3 separate regions of the Mus musculus genome follow, and all the other regions are linked to region 3. Evidence: chromatin contacts called from public HiCAR-type and promoter capture Hi-C data. All regions are on one chromosome and are shown on one strand. Each heading gives the region's core, a stretch centred on a gene start, on an enhancer-like site or on the middle of the called end of the contact. The rest is flanking DNA. Distances are from core to core; before and after follow the strand shown.

The links. Promoter capture Hi-C pulls out the DNA fragments that hold promoters and counts their contacts. HiCAR-type assays count read pairs that join an accessible place to other places.
Region 1: a promoter capture Hi-C map of embryonic stem cells shows a contact between it and region 3, with 4 times the contacts expected there. The contact joins the promoter of Heatr1 here to the promoter of Zmynd11 in region 3. A contact is called at or near these places in 1 of 39 promoter capture datasets (embryonic stem cells), 3 of 115 datasets of contacts at active chromatin or transcription factors (astrocytes, memory CD8 T cells and thymic regulatory T cells) and 1 of 9 other capture datasets (adipose tissue).
Region 2: a HiCAR-type map of astrocytes shows a contact between it and region 3, with 3 times the contacts expected there. The contact joins the promoter of Lgals8 here to the promoter of Zmynd11 in region 3. A contact is called at or near these places in 3 of 115 datasets of contacts at active chromatin or transcription factors (astrocytes, large pre-B cells and stem cell-derived neural progenitor cells) and 1 of 9 other capture datasets (liver).

What each region holds. Positions count from the first base shown.
Region 1 is chr13:12,393,918-12,396,788 of GRCm38.p6, reverse strand. Heatr1 (HEAT repeat containing 1) reads right to left here and starts at 1,414. Exons shown (of 45, transcript NM_144835.4): 1 at 1,319-1,414; 2 at 876-1,049; 3 at 151-367. The coding sequence starts at 1,017.
Region 2 is chr13:12,460,448-12,463,561 of GRCm38.p6, reverse strand. Lgals8 (lectin, galactose binding, soluble 8) reads left to right here and starts at 1,824. Exons shown (of 10, transcript NM_001199043.1): 1 at 1,824-2,321.
Region 3 is chr13:9,763,768-9,766,581 of GRCm38.p6, reverse strand. Zmynd11 (zinc finger, MYND domain containing 11) reads left to right here and starts at 1,261. Exons shown (of 15, transcript NM_001199141.2): 1 at 1,261-1,527.

The DNA of each region.
Region 1 (2,871 bases), core at 165-2,664, 2.6 Mb before region 3:
CCTAAACCCTAAACACACTAGACAGGAACTAATGGCACCCTATTCAAGAAGAGCATGTTCACTTGACATTCTAAACATCATGTTAACCTTTGAAATTTGTGAAAGCAATCTAGCTTACCAAGTGTTGGCAACTAATGAAGGTTTAGCTACCTGTGAATCAGCCATTCCAGACACTTCTGCGCTGGCTTGAGGAGGAAATAAGGAGACAAGTGAAGGAGGAACGATGAAATGTTTTCATCCAGCTGCTTGTTCACTGCTTTGGTCTGGACGCTGCGCTCCAAGCCTTTTGCCAGCTGGCTGAACAATGGCGCTTCAAACTGTTCAAAGGCAGGGTCAATCCCAAGAAGCTCCTCCAGGCCAGTGCATCCTAGGAGGAGAGTCACGTGTAACTTCTTTGTAGGCAAACCCAACAGATACTCTCCTGTTCTCCTCACCCCCAAGCTCATGAACTCTGTTACCATGTGTTAGACACTCTCAAACACTGGCTTTAGTTGTTAACATATAGGATAAATCTGACCCCCACTCACTAGGAGAAAAGAAAGTACTTCATGACAAGAACTCCACCCGAGCCCTTCTTTTTAGTCATTAAAACTACATCTAGTTCTGAAAGTCTCCTCTCACACCACAGTCATTGTCTCGGTTTCTTTACTTTTCTTCCTTTTTACATATTAGTTAGTTTGTGAAATTTCAGATACCATTATTTATAAATACATTCACACATCTAGCAGTATTGCTGTTTCCCACCCCCTTACCAAGAAAACAAGGTACTGCTCGGGAAGCGAACGGGGGGGGGGGCAAGAAAATACAGAACCTCCCCCCCCCCCAACTCCCCGATATCATGCTCTGGGAGCTTTGCTAAGTGAAAGGTGGCTCACCGATGGCAAAGGCGGTGTCCCTGTCGATTGTGGCCGCCTCCTTGGGGTCAAATAACAGAGAGGCAACTTCACGTCTCGATAGGAGGCTGGGATCAGTTTGAGGGAGGGCGAGTCGCTGGAGCTGCTGGGCTAAGGACGTCATCTTGCACGGAGGCGGATGTCTCAAAACACCGGCTAAGAACGAACAGCGTGAAAAGTTTTTAGGAAACGTCAGGCGCCTTAACAGATGGCAGGCCAGGGCTCATGCTCTGGCAATACAGCGCTCAGTCCTTTCGAGGACACAGAAACTTGCTTCCCCGACCCTCCAGGACCCACCACAGCAATTGCGTTAACTACGCCTCCGCAGCACCAGCTTTCCCCAGCTCTGCACCACGACCTCACGGCCCACCCGGCCACCCGTTCCAAGTCACGGCCGCGCCTAGCCGCACCGTGCTCCTCCTCACCCTGAACTCGGAATATCAGCAGGATTAGACAGCTAACAACTCCTCAGATCAGCTCCCACATGGTGCCGGCACTGTCCCGGAACTCTAAAGCACGCCTCATAGGAACTTCCGGCTTCTCACTACGGCAAGAGAAAAGGGACACCTTTGTAGAAAACGCAATACAACGGCCCCGCCTCCGTGACTCTAAGTTCCGCCTATTCAGGCCAGCCATTTAATTCCCCGCCTACTTTCCCCTCTAAGGGCCTGAACCTCAAAGCCCCACCCTCCGCTCGCTCATCCAGTTAAGCTCCGCCTTCCATCCGCACCTCTTTCCAAGACACCACATTTATTCCACGCCCCTCCTTTAAGCTCCACCCTCACGAAAATGTGCTAAGCCACGCCTACAGTACCTCCCCCTTCTTTCCAGAAAGCCACCTATAAGTCCCGCCCCTCCGCTCCTTGGTGCTACAGCTCGCTTCTCTAGGTACCCGACGCCTCGCTCAGTGTTGCTATGTGCCTTCAGGCTTAGGTCTGGGATTCTTTTTCCCCAACCGCCTTTGGGAGCTTTACGGGTGTGTAGCAGGAACCGGTCATTCACGAGATACTTATCCAGCCTGCGAGGGGCTGAAGCGCGGGAAGCCGCGTTTCTAATTCTAATGCTACCCGAGGAGGGCACAAACCTAACGTGAGTTGTAGTTCTCAGTGCAATCTGGTTGCTCTGTAAGTAGTAAACACTCGCTGAACGCAGTTACTGACAACCTTATCACCTTTGCCTTGTCTGCAGTCCTAGGGAGTGGTGTTTTTCTTATTCTGTTATTATTATTATTAGAAACATGACATTTTAATTTTTTTAAGTGAAAATAACTTTTTTCAAGATGGGAGGTGGCGGCTCACTTCTTTAATTCCAGCTCGAGGGAGGCAGAGGCAGTCAGATCTGAATTCGAGGCAAGCCTGATTTGTGGAGTGAGTTTCAGAATATCCAGAGCTGCACAGAGAAACCTTGTCTCAAAAACAAACAAAAAACAAAAACAAAAAATACACAAAACTTTTTTGTTTTCATATTCTGGTTACAGTTTCGTTCCACAACTCTTCCCAGATCCTCCAACACTTCCCCTTCCACCCAAATCCACACCGTTTTTTCTCTTTCTTATTTAGGGTACAAACATACGATGATGACGACGAAGGCGATAGGCAAAATAAAAACAAACATCAGAATAAGACAAAACAAAGAGAAGAAAAAAGTGCCAAAGAAAAAGCTCAAGAAACACATATAGAAAGAGACATACCTGCTTATACACACAGAAAGCTTATAAAAATGCAAAACCAGAAACGGAGATATATACGCAAAGGACCTATAAGGAGGGGAAAAGATGCCCTGACAAAGAATTATGAGGCAAAAAAGGTCCAAAAATGCTACAGAGTTAGTTCAAGTTAGCTCATCTTACATTGTCCATATGGTAATTGGGACCTAGCCTTAGGTTTGCACAGTGAGTTAGCTCCACTGTAGAAAACTGATTTGTGAGTGATTGTCAGTGGGAGATACCTCTGGGTTAGGGACAGGGGCTTGTGTCCTT
Region 2 (3,114 bases), core at 575-3,074, 2.7 Mb before region 3:
AAACCTGGATGTTCTCTGTTTTGGATACCCATAGCCATTCCCAGCAGGTCGGTCTCTAAAGTCTCTCTCTCTCTCTCTCTCTCTCTCTCTCTCTCTCTCTCCCTTAATCCCCCTCTCTTTTCCTGACTTTTCTCCCAGGCTCTGGCCAAGTCTGTTTCCTCCTCCTATCTGCACTCCTAAAGGACCTCACTTCCAAGCTGTCATCCCCTCTTCCTCCCACCCATCAGCCTCAGCATGCTGATCTTTATTTTCAGAGCACACAGTTGCTCTCAGCAGCTCCGGGATTTTGTACTAGCTATTCCCACACCTTGGAATGCATCCAGCTCTGAGGTGAATTTATTATTTTAACTCTGTAAAGAAGGGGTCAACTCAGGCAAAACTGAAGATAACTCAACTGCTCTTCATTTTGAATAATGTAGCACTCAACCGAAGCCTGGGGAGCCCTTCTTTAGAGGCATTACAGTAGGGTTGGGAATGTGTATGGCAGATTCCCTATTGACCAAGCCAGCTCCGTCAGTCAACAGGTTCTCCAGGGAGGGAGTCGGAATTAAAAAGAAAAAAGACAACAAGACAACACTGTGGCATGACCCCAGCGAGTTCTGAGGCTGAGTCAGGCTTATAATGTTTTTCCAGTCTGCTTTGATACCAGTTTAAGTACATGCAAAATAATATCAGTTCTGGGTCAAGGACAAGCAGGACTATAAACACAAACAGTCAAGGAACAAAGTCCTGTGATCAATGTTTCCAGGCAGGGGCTTATCAAGATGACCAAGATATCTGAGCCTACTTCCCTCTCCTAGCCCAAAGTCACATTCTTGACTGAAGCCTACTTCTTTGCTCTAGCCCAAAACGATATTCCTGCCTGAGCTTACTTCTGTGTCCTGGCCCAATGTTTAATTCCTGCAAAGTTTCTAGAAACGGGCTCCAAAAGCTCTCCACACCCTATCTCTTACAAACCCCAGAAAGTGTAGTGAGAAGCCTACCACACCTAGTAATAACAACAGAGCTAAGACAACATACATCAAGGGTTAACTCCAGCTATTAAAGTAGAATCTTGAGGAGTTAATCAAAATTAGAAAATGGACATGAGGAAGGAGAAAAAGTAACGAATCAGAACACGAGGTTGCTGCTAAGAGGCTTTAAAAAAATAAAATACAAGTTCAAAACAAAATAAAACACACAGCCAGAGAAAAAGACCAAATGGCTATGTCAAACATGTCCTTTAAAAACAAACATGGCTAATATCTAGAAAAGAACATAACCTTGAGGCCATTAGGACATCAAAACTAGGTAGCTCAGTCAGCCATTCTCAGCGCCCTACAGTTTTATTTAAGTTTGTTCGTACAAATACGGGGCAAACCGTCAGCAGTGCAGCGCCCTGACTATGCAGCTCAGTGCTTATTGACCATCTACTCTGCTCAGAACTGAGCATCAGTGTCTAAACTGTTTCCTAAGGAAGCGTTCCCTGTAGTAAACTCCAGCACAGAATAAGCGGCCAATCACCCAGTGTTGACATGTTCTGGCTACTGCTCACAGGATGGGGTTTCTTGCAGGGACAAAGAAGAACGAATTCCTCCACACACAAGGCTAGTTATTGGCAATGAGTGGCTGCTAAATCTGATTGGCTCACAACATTGTTCAGTTCTGACCCAAGGCTGCAAAGGAGGCAAACCCAGGAGTACCCCGGCCACACCCCCCACGATTATTCTTTAAGTGTATTTTTAACACCCTTGAGATCAGGTATCTGTCCCAGAGTGACCCCGAATTCCTTAAGTTCTCCAGTATGACATTGAACTTGTGGTCCTCCTGCCTCCACCTCGCAGGGCTGGAACTACAGGGGTGCACCCCGACCGATTTGTGCAGAGCTGGGTGGAAATCAACCTGGGGGCTTCCAGCACGTGAGGTGAGCCACACCCCAACCCCAGCCAGCCACTCCCACAGCCAGCCATAGGTCTGCGTGTGTGACATTAAGAGCCCAACAGCCCCAGCTCGCAGCACTCGGACGCCCCGCCCCTGCAGTCGTTCTCGCGGAAACGGCCGCGGGCTGACCCCGCCCTCTGCCTGTGGCGGCTCCGGGAACCGGACGGCGTCCGTCAGGGGACACAAGTCGGAGCAAAGCGCTTACTACCACCGGGGTGAGTCCTGGCGACTGCGGGCTCAGGGACATCGGGATACCACTGTTCCCGGACCGGAATCCGAGTGTGGACACGGCATCCCGCCGTCTCCTCCGTGACACATGCACGGGGCACCGGACACCGGGAGCGATCGTGGGTTGAGGCTTGTACTGGGACCGTAGTGTCGGGACAACGCTGACTGCTGCGGTGAGGGCTCTCCGCTCGGCGGCTCACCTGCCAGGGAAAGGGCGAGCATCACCTGGATCCCCAAGAATGACAGGCCCAGGGACAGTTGACAGCTGTGTCACACTCCGTTATTCCAGACACGCACTTTAGCATGCTGCGTCATTCTATCCCAACGTTAAACACGGGGAAACGCAATTTCTCTGGGTTTGGGAATCGTCCTAAACCTAAGCCACGGCTTGTTGTGACTGACGGTGATACGTGTCTGGAGACTTCGGAGAGTAGTTATTTAATGCCAACCTAGGCCATCTTGATCTCTCTCCGGGAAAGATATCAATTATGGATGTGGTGATGGCAATTCCTTGTCTCCTTTTTGCTCTAGTTCGTGCTTCCTGGATTGCACAGAACAGAATTAAAGGCTCAGAGGATTTGAATAAAATGAGTTAGTGACAGATACTAGGTAGGGGTCTAGGGTGGTTTTTAGGGGTGTAACCAAGAGAGATGCAATTTTCTTTTCTCCGGTAAAATAAGAGATTTGGCGAGTGCCTATTGTCTACAGCCTGGCGGAACTGTAGGAAGTAAAAGACAGGAAACTCTAGTTTCATTTTCTGGCTTGGTTCTGGTTTGAGTCATCAGGACTAGAGGTAGTAAATGATTCAGTGGGCAGGGCGCAGTGCCGAGGGGGCGCTCTTATCTTTCAAAACCGGGCTGATGCAAAACATTGCATTTGGTATTCCCCGGAGTAACTCTGCCACCCCCACCCCACCCTCAACTTACTTAATTTGGCTGGTTGAAGAAGAGCAATGTTTTCTAGCAA
Region 3 (2,814 bases), core at 12-2,511:
CTGACCCACCCTCATATACTCACCCAGTTGACAGACAAATGCAGTTAATAAAGCTGTTGGGCTGGGAAACTATAGCAAAGAAATAGGAAATCTTATAGATAGGCTATCTAAGAGAGTTATATGTAAAAATAGAAGCTATTTCTATTCTGTATAACTGGGGGGAGTCACTTTGTTTTCCTAAACTGTATTTCTCTCTCCCTCTCTCCCTCCCCCCTTCTCTCTCTCTCTCTCTCTCTCTCTCTGTGAGTGTGTGTGTCCCTCCCTCTTTCCCTCCCCCCCACACAGAAAAATTTTCATACTTGAGTAGCTTCTGCAAACTACATAGAAATATAGAAGTAGGCATTCCTCTACAGCTGAAAGAAGACCTTTTTTTAAAAAAGAGGTGATTCACTTAAAGAAGTGATTTCCAGTCCAGCAGTCCAATCCAATACGGCATGATTTCCCCTGGCATCCTTTAGTCCACCCATCTAGTTTAAGGGCGACTTCTGAAATAAACTGGTTCTTTCATTCCATCACACAGGTGGGTCCTGGGGCTTGAACTCAGACTTTCAGGCTTGGTGGTGAGTGGCTTTATTTGCTGAGCAATCTTGCTGTCCAGCCATGCCATATTTTATTATTTAAATGAATTATAAATACTTCATGATCTTAGAAGTGGGGGCGGGGGGAAGCCAGAAACAAACATCAAAAGAGCAAACACTTCTCTCTGCGATGCTGGTATCAGTGGCAGAACTGTTAACAGTTTGAAAGACCGTTTGACTGGTGTACTTCAAAAAGCCAACTCAATGCTACTCTAAGTAAGTTCTAACTTAGAGATCAGCACTGTAAACAGATGGATAATTTGTATAAGAACCCTAGATTTCTAGGGGCGTCGCCAGTGATTTTTCAGGTACATCTATCCAATGAGAATAGGGACAGGCAATCTTAGCTAATGGGTTTCCCCTTTTAAACTCCTAGCAGGCAAAGGTTGTTAGGACAACGTATGACATCTGTATATGCTTTGACTTTTCCCCCAAGACTTTTAAAGCCATATAGCTTAAGGGCTCTCCTCTGATTAGATCTAGAATTGCTCACTAGAAAAGATAACCTACTCCTCACAGCAATTTGTAATGTTCTAACCAGAGTGATAATGGGTGGTCCATTCTTTCTAAACGTCCCACTTGTGCATATTTGAGACGGGGAACTCGGGTGTCTTTGCAACTTTTTTTTTTTTTTTGAGCACAGGATTGGAAAGCGAGGGATACCGTCTTACCCACTCGGGTCAGTAGTACACGGGCGAGTGCTTGTCCAACACGGAGCCATTAGGAGCCAAGCAAAGTGCCGAGCGGGTCCACACCGCAAGCTGCAACGCAGCCCACCGGGCTTGGCCGGATCCTAACAATGCTACCCTCGTGTCTCGGTGCTCGCCTCCAGCGCGCCTGCACGTACGTAGCTCGCACGTGTGTGTTGACATGGAGTTCGTGTGTGGACCCCCTTAGAATATGCTGAAACCGATTTCTCAGCGAGGCGCCGGAGACAGGTCGAGGGAAGGTAGGAGCGGGTGCGGCGGGCTCCCCCGGCCTCGGGGCGGGGAGACAGCGCGGGCCGCGCAAGTCCCGCGCCGGCCGCTAGAGCCCCCCGTGCGCAGCTCGGCCCAGGCCCCGCGCTCGCCCGGCCCGGCCCCGCGCTCGCCCGGCCCGGCCCCGCGCGGGGAAACACTCAAGCGCACACAATGAACTCCGAGGAGGCCGCGAGCCGGGCCGGCCGCCGCGCCCGCACCGTGTGAACCGCCTCTTGGTTGGGGGATGCCAACTTTGCCCCCCAGGCGTCCTCTGCAGCCCCGCAGGCCCCGCGCCGCCGTCGGGCTGAGGAGACGCGGTGAGTGAGCGAGCGAACGAACGAGCGAGCGAGAGCGCGCGGCGGGCCAGGCCTCCAGCCGGCGCGCGACGCCCCGGCCGCCTCGCCCGGTTTCGCCCCGGCGCGCGCCGAGGCATTTTTTTTTTTTTTTTTCTGTGGTGGAAGCCGCCGCCAACATGGCGCCCCTCGAGCCCCGAGCCCTCCGCGCTGAGCCAGCGGGGGGAGCCGGGGAGGAGGGAGGAGATGGCGGGGAGGAGGAGGCGGCGGCCTGCGTCCCCCCCGCCCCCCGCGCCCGTCGCCGGCTGAGGCCCGAGAGGCGCCGGGCGGCGGGAAGGAGGCGGCTCCGGAGGGAGGGCCGGGCGCGGCGGCGGCAGCGGCGGCGGCGACGGAGCGCAGCATAATGGTGGGGAAAGCTCGGCGGCGGCGGGGCGGCTGGGCGGCGGGGAGGGCGGAGGCATCCGCGGCGGCGGCAGCGCGGCCTGAGCTGTGGTGGCTGCCGGGGCCCCGGGCTCCCGGGCGGGCGGGCGGCGGCTGCCGGTGGCGTCAGGCACGGCCCCAGGCCGGTGAGGCCTGAGGGGTGGGCGCGTTTCCTCTGTCCAGCACCTTGTACCTCCGGCTGACGTGAGGAGCAGGCCCGCGGGAAGGCCGCGGAGAGCCGCGCGCGGCCTGCTGGCTCCGGGAAGCCGCGGAGTCTTGTGAGCTCCTCCCGCCCGGTCCCCGCGCCTCCCGCTTGGCCAGGCCCTGGGGCCTTTGCGCGGAGCGTGTAGCGAGCGGGCGGACGGGGAGCGATGAAAGCGAACGCCCCTGAGACCCGAGACCGGTGTCCGTCGCTCTCCCGGGGCTGCAGGCGAGCGGGTAGCGAGGCCTCAGCTGCCTCAACAGGTCCTTCTGGCCGTCCTGGGGGGATCGGCCGTCTTGTGCCCACGCAGAGCTGCGGAGAGAAGCCGATGGGGACGCTGCCTGTGGGGTTGTGGCCTGAAC